2 separate regions of the Bombyx mori genome follow, and region 1 is linked to region 2. A link is a contact called in public Hi-C data. All regions are on one chromosome and are shown on one strand. The core of a region is the stretch at or near the end of the contact, and the rest is flanking DNA. Distances in the headings are between cores, read along the strand shown. Region 1 holds the start of Iap (inhibitor of apoptosis protein). Region 2 has its middle 14 kb from the start of LOC119630303.

Region 1 (3,378 bases), core at 60-2,559, 49 kb before region 2:
TTTTAATACGTAGATACAGCGTGTGGGTTAAGAAATTTTACTTGTCACTAATGTTCATAAAATTAAGATTTTTTTTTTTATTATTGAAAACGAATAAATTTCTTTTTATTTTGAATTTGATTGGAAAGAATGATGTTTAGTGTGATTGGCCTGACAGTCGCCGGCTGTATTCGTATACATAATCAATGCCACAATCATTCGATAGATGGCGGTACTTGTTTCATTTGAATTTTTTAAATGCTATCTACCTAGTTATTTTTAAACAATCAAAAATATTATTACAGACAGTGTATTAGATTTTCCTTCCGTTCCAATTAATTTTACACTAGTAGCATCCACAAATGTTAGTCATATAATAGAAAAACAACATGAAATTTATATAGGTAGCTGCCATTGCCAAATTTAAAGGCAGTGACTGTTACAAAACAAGAGGCCACGTTGGGTACTGTGTACATAAAGACAAGGTCAATTAATTCAAACGAGTAAAGTTCAAAAAAAAACAAACATGAACAAAACATAATTATAATCTGAACACAAAATTCAGATTAAGCATTTGTTCAAGTTGTGATTAAAATAAAATGTTGATAGTTTCTTATCTATTTGGAGATTACTGGACAGTATTCTTAGAAATAAACACTCAGAATTCTAGAAAATAAGTCTCTTGTAAAACACATTGTATTGCTAGAGTTGCTGTTTTTCTTGATATAATTTAAAAGAAGTTTTAAATAAAATCTAATAGGATTAAAATGTTTTTAAAGTATGAAGTCCAATTTGAAAAACTATACTTTTATGTATTTAATCACTAAAATAATTATATGTACATGGAAATATTTATGAGCAATATTTATTAATAAATAATATATTTTGGAAGTTTAAATAAGTAGCCACAAAATTTGTGGTAACAATCAAATATTATTCACTAATTAATTTCAACTAACAAAAGTAAAACCATATTAAGAAAAATTTACTTGACATGAATCTCTGTAATTTTATATTTATAACTAAATGCTTTACTAACATACTAACAACAACTCATAAAATTGAATTCTCCATATGTTGATACAGAGGTTATGTAAGCAATTTTTTACCTTTCGTCAACTCCATTGGTATATTTTTCCTTTTTTTTAGTAACGCATAAAACGTATATTCTTATGTTTTTGTTTAATCACTGACACTCGTCTTGCAAAAACAAAATAGTATGAAGTTCCAAAACGTCAACGCAGCCAGACAGAACCGAGTAGCAACTAAAGAAGAGCGCGGAGTTTCACGTTAACATTCACACTACCGAAGTGAAGTGAGTTTAATAATGCAGCGCCAGCGATGGGCGAGCCGAGCAGCAAGTAGTGGATTATAGGATTGTAGCTCGAACTCTTTCTAACACGTACGAATATGAATCTTTTTTTCTCGCTCTCAACGAATCAACCAATCATAGCCTTAGCCGCCGAAAGAATTTAGTGATTTTTTAGATTATGAATTTATTGTTTCGCTCTCTTGTTGTATTTAATTTAAAATAAACTCTGCTATTTTTCTATTTACATTTAATTTTTATAGTTGAGACTGTAATGTTAACGAGAAGAAAACTCCTATTCAATAATTAAAAAAGTAAATGTAGTACAATGTATCTGTATTCTGTAATTTTATCCGTATCCGATTTACCCGTAAAATACAGCTAGTTTCGATTAACTTCAACAATTTTACGGAATATTTTCCCTCATTGCCAATTTCAAAGGTCATTTCATCAACAGTTGCTTGCTGATAGTGCCTAGGGTTCCATCTATTACTGATTAAATAAATAGTATCATTTAATGCACATTGAGTAGACTTATGAATATGACATTGAGTCTCTTATAATGTTTACATCTACCACTACCCTACACACGGTGTGCACTATAGTAAAGTATTTTTCATCTACACTTTCATTTCCACTCTCTAAAGTTTCACCCATTCCTCTAATTTGGTAGGATTTAAGTTAAATAATCTTTTTTTATAATAAATTAATTCTTACCTCAAAATTCCGATTATTTTATAATTCTTATCAATCAAATAAAGTCTGGAGGAAAATGGGTAACAACGATTTTATACATACCTCCTGAAGTGCTTGCTATATTTTCTGAATTTACTTCGGTCGATTCATTTTCCTGATTCATTTTAGTAATTTAAAACAAACTATATATTTTGTCTTTCCGATGGGAATTCCATTTTCAGAATATTATTTTGCATATACACATAATGTTAGGATGTATTGTACTGAAGACGATCTAAAATTAAAAAGTAGTATTAGAAAATAATATGTACCTTAGTAACTTTTTTTAGTTTCTGACACTGACACTTAGATCACATTAAATGAAATTAAAACTTTTTAGTACCATGAACGAAAAAGGCAATTTACAAACGGCGGCGTTCTGTTCCAGATGCCGCGGATATAATGCGAAATACGATATAATCTATGCTAGTCCGATAGGTGATAATCGTTCATACATAAATTAATGTTATGTGTAGGTAGATTTGTTTATTGACAATGTTCAGAAAGACGTATCGATTGCGTCACTAATATTTTTAGCATGTCTGCACATATAATATTTTCTGTGCAACAAAATCGTAACATAACATTTTTGCGCTTTTTAATTAACTTTTAATTAATGACCATTTCCTAGTAAATAATTTCATACGAAACGCATTAATAATCATTTTAAAAATGTAGGTAATGACTTTATGATAACCCAAGTTTAGGAAGAAATGATTATTTATGTTACGGGCTATGTAAAATAAGTATCTATCCAGATTTACTTACTAAGTAAAATGTTATGAAATGTATTAAAAAAAACATGGATAAACGAATGATGAAAAAAAAAAAAAAAATTGGCTCGTGGCAGGTGCGCCAACAGCTTGCGAGCTGCGAGTGTGCGGGCGTGCAGCAGCATCGACAGCTGCACTTCCACGTGCTCACCAGCTGTCGTCTTCATCCCTTACCTCTCACCCCCTCATCATTGTCCTAATTTCCTTGCATTTGGGACCCTCGCTTTATTCAAGTTTATAAGTTTCTTTAAAAGATACGAATAACGTTATAGAAAGAATTATCAGTTTAATTTATTGATATAGTTTGGTAGATTCTGAGAAGCACGGCTCTTGTTAGGGTTCGTGTTAGCAACGTCGTCAAGTTTAAGCCCCGTGAGCTCACCTACTAGTTAAGGTTACGCTGAAATAGCCTCTCAAGGCTATCAGCTTAGAAAAAAAATAAATATACTTAATTAATACGAGAGAGCATATATGTTTTATTTATTCACAAACCTGTACTGGCTGGCAGATGAAGTAGAGCCGACTACTACTAACCTTTTAATGACATCGATAAACTTCTTAGAAAATCAACATTTTATAAAT
Region 2 (3,218 bases), core at 33-2,532:
ATTTGCTTGCAATAGAAGGAGACAGAATACTTCTGAAAGTTTCACATTTACTGTGTATGAATTTCAAATGTTTTATTTTGCTAAATGGATAGTCTAGAGGTACACGAAATATTGATGCACGGAACTAAATGTGTAATTATGTTTGTCGTAATATCGATTCTTTTGTTTGTAAATTAGTTCGTAAATTGAGGGTAACACGTATTCGGACTAAAGTTTATTGAACTCGATTAATTCTGTATAATTGGTTAGAATTCGCGTGATACAAAACTGTTTACAGTAAATTGATTGTACATGTAACATCTGATGTATCTACGCACTTTAGGGAACTTAATTGTTAAACTGCAAGTGCGAACCATAGTAACATGATTATCTAGAAGATTGCACAAAGTGGGAATGAGTTGCTCGCTCCGGGCATTTCAATATTGTAATAACTGTTAGGTTATAATACTCATGTAAAAATGAATATTTAAAAAAAATCTAATACTTAAAAAAAAAAAGACATGCCCGCTGAGTTTCTTGCCAATTCTCCTCAGGACGGAGGCTAGTTCTTGTGAATTGGCGGTAGTTATTTTGACGTTCAACAAGTATGTACTTTCATTTATGTTGAATAAAATTTTTTTGAATTCATTTGATTTGATATTGTTGAAATTCATGTCCTCACCATTGGGCCAGACCCAAGAGGTCAGAGGAATTTAGTGGATAATAATAGTGTGACATATTCACGTTATGGCATCTAAAGGCATTGCAGAACTCTAGTACTCGATAGGTAGCGGCTTGGTTCTTCCCCTGGTATTGCTGAAGTCCATGGGCGACGGTGACCACTCACCATCAGGTGGGCCGTATGCTCATCTGTCTACAAAGGGCAATAAAAAATAAATAAATAAAAACTTTCAATAATTTATCTGTTCAGTTTTTCCCTCTATACATCAATAATGGAATACAACAGATAATGTAACACGTACAATAAATCCAAATCTTAAGTTATTGGTGACTTTTATCGAATTCCGATATCATTCTACGCGCACTAGTTTTGGTAAACTCAGAATACATCACAGAATATATACAGAAAACATCTACAAATAAAAACACACTATAAATTAACATCATGACTTAATTGTTAATTATTTAGGTATTAAACCAGTGACACACAGAGTTTATTATTAATATTTTCGCGATAACGATTGCCATGACAACAGGAAAATAACATGTATAGTTGTAGACAATATTATAAATATCCTGTACCATAATGCGCCGTTTTACCATATTGTGTTCAGTGGGAAGTCCTCTGAATAATTGTTTGAGAACCCGTCATCTTCTCTTTACCCTTGAAACAGTGGCTGTAGTAACGAGCATCGATACAGCAGCCAACCACTACGATCATATACTATATATATGCACAGTATATTTCCAGAGAGATTTGATCCACATATCATACAGTCTGGGATTTTTTTTTCATTCACGCCAAGTTAACTGGTCCCGTGCTAAGTTCGTAAAGAACTTGTGTTACAGGTAACAGATAACGGAAATAAATGTAAGATTTTTATTATAGACATAGATATATTTAATATACATCCATAAGGCTGGAAAAGACATTTTATATTTATCATACAAATATCTTCCCTTGGTGGGATTCGAACCCGCGACCCCCTTGTGTAGTGACCACGTCACTTACCGCTACACCAGACGGCCGCTAAATTAAAATTTAACTTTCATTTGCGGGGTTTCTTAGGTGCTATAACATGTCCTCTTATAAACGAGTCTGAAGAGATTCCTCGGTGTAGGCAGAGGCTTGGCATACTCCTGGCATTGCCGACATCCGTGCCCTTTCTTTACCAAGTAGGTCGAATCTTCGTCTGCCTGCCAAGGCTTTGGGGACATACAAGAAAGGGAAGATCTTCAACCGAGCGGCCGAAATCGTTCGCTAGATTGAAGGTCCGAATGTTAATTATTTTTCGGAACTTGTGTAAATGCTATTTATAAACAAGTTCGCGGCCCACCTGGTGTTAAGTGGTTACCGGAACTCATAGTCTACAATGTAAATGGCGTCACTAACCTTGGGGGAGACATGATTTCTAAGGTCAGCTTAGCTTTAACAGTAAAACGGCTGCCCGTCCTTCAAACCGAAACGCATTACAGCTTAACGGCATAAATAGGCAGGGTAGTTGTACCTCCCCACGCGGACTTACAAGTCATCCTACCACCAGTAAAATCTGATCTGTCAAATATCATGTGTTCTATGATAGCTACGGCCACAAGATAAGTAAAATAATAGAATGTGCTAGCCCCCGAACTTACTACGGACTACATTGAGTTACGCCTCAGTCTTGGTGATCAAATGAGTAGGACACCGGGTGTTGTCATCTTGAAAAATTCGACTATATATAATGCATAATTTAATGATGAGAACTTTTTTTTTTAAATGTCTATCTATGCGATAGCCTTGAGAGGCTATTTTAGCTTCTTGACGTGCAGGTGAGCTCAGGGGGCTCTAACCGGGAGTGTTGCTAACACTGGCTCTAGCAAGAACAGCGCTTCACAGAATCTACCACCGGATCGGAAACGCGACCCACTGAGATCTGGGGAGAAACTCAGAGGGCTGTTGTCTGTGGGCTAATTCACTCATCGAGCCTTTCGTCGCAAGACCGGCTTGTGGTACCTATGCTTTTAGGTACCACAAGCCGGTGCTTGTGTGGTACCTAAAAGCACCGTTAATGGATCTGGAGGATCCGTAATGACGTGTTTTGGGGGACGTCGACTATTTACCATTCGGTCTACAGGATCGAGTATGTGATTCCGGCCGACTACAAGAGGGTTTTCATGTCGTGCGGCCTTTTCAAAGTGGCGCAATAATGCCGATTGTAGATACTCACTGACTGAGTCAAGTTCCAGGTCATCATGGAGATCCACGTTCCTTCGGAGCCATGGTGCTCCGGTGGCTATCCTGTAAAAACGGAATTGAATAACTTGAAGGGGTTTCAAGTTGGTGCGGGCCGCGTGAGCGAACACTACACTTGCATAGGTCATGAATGAGAATAAAACTGAGCGGTATCACTTGAGCTACAAATTAGTTTCACAAAATCCTAAAGCAAAATGACGTATTCGCAAGTCAGCGCCCTCAGCCGAAAGACGCCACGAACGCATCAAAACTGTTGTAGTAATTGGCTTTGAACAAACAAAGCTACTTAAATCAAGTCATTATAATTATGCAGCTTACAAAG

The links. A called contact is a pair of places that touch in the nucleus more often than the background predicts.
Region 1: a Hi-C map of midgut shows a contact between it and region 2, with 1.9 times the contacts expected there. The contact joins the promoter of Iap here to the enhancer-like site in region 2. A contact is called at or near these places in 4 of 7 Hi-C or Micro-C datasets (midgut, posterior silk gland and whole pupa).

What each region holds. Positions count from the first base shown.
Region 1 is chr23:8,318,313-8,321,690 of ASM3026992v2, reverse strand. Iap (inhibitor of apoptosis protein) reads right to left here and starts at 1,309. Exons shown (of 2, transcript NM_001043559.1): 1 at 1,089-1,309. The coding sequence starts at 1,104.
Region 2 is chr23:8,269,640-8,272,857 of ASM3026992v2, reverse strand. No RefSeq gene overlaps it. Among protein-coding and RNA genes, the nearest start is that of LOC119630303, 14 kb to the right of the region's middle. Within about 2 kb of position 1,282, at least 2 of the 8 cell types and tissues checked have open chromatin away from gene starts, as enhancers often do.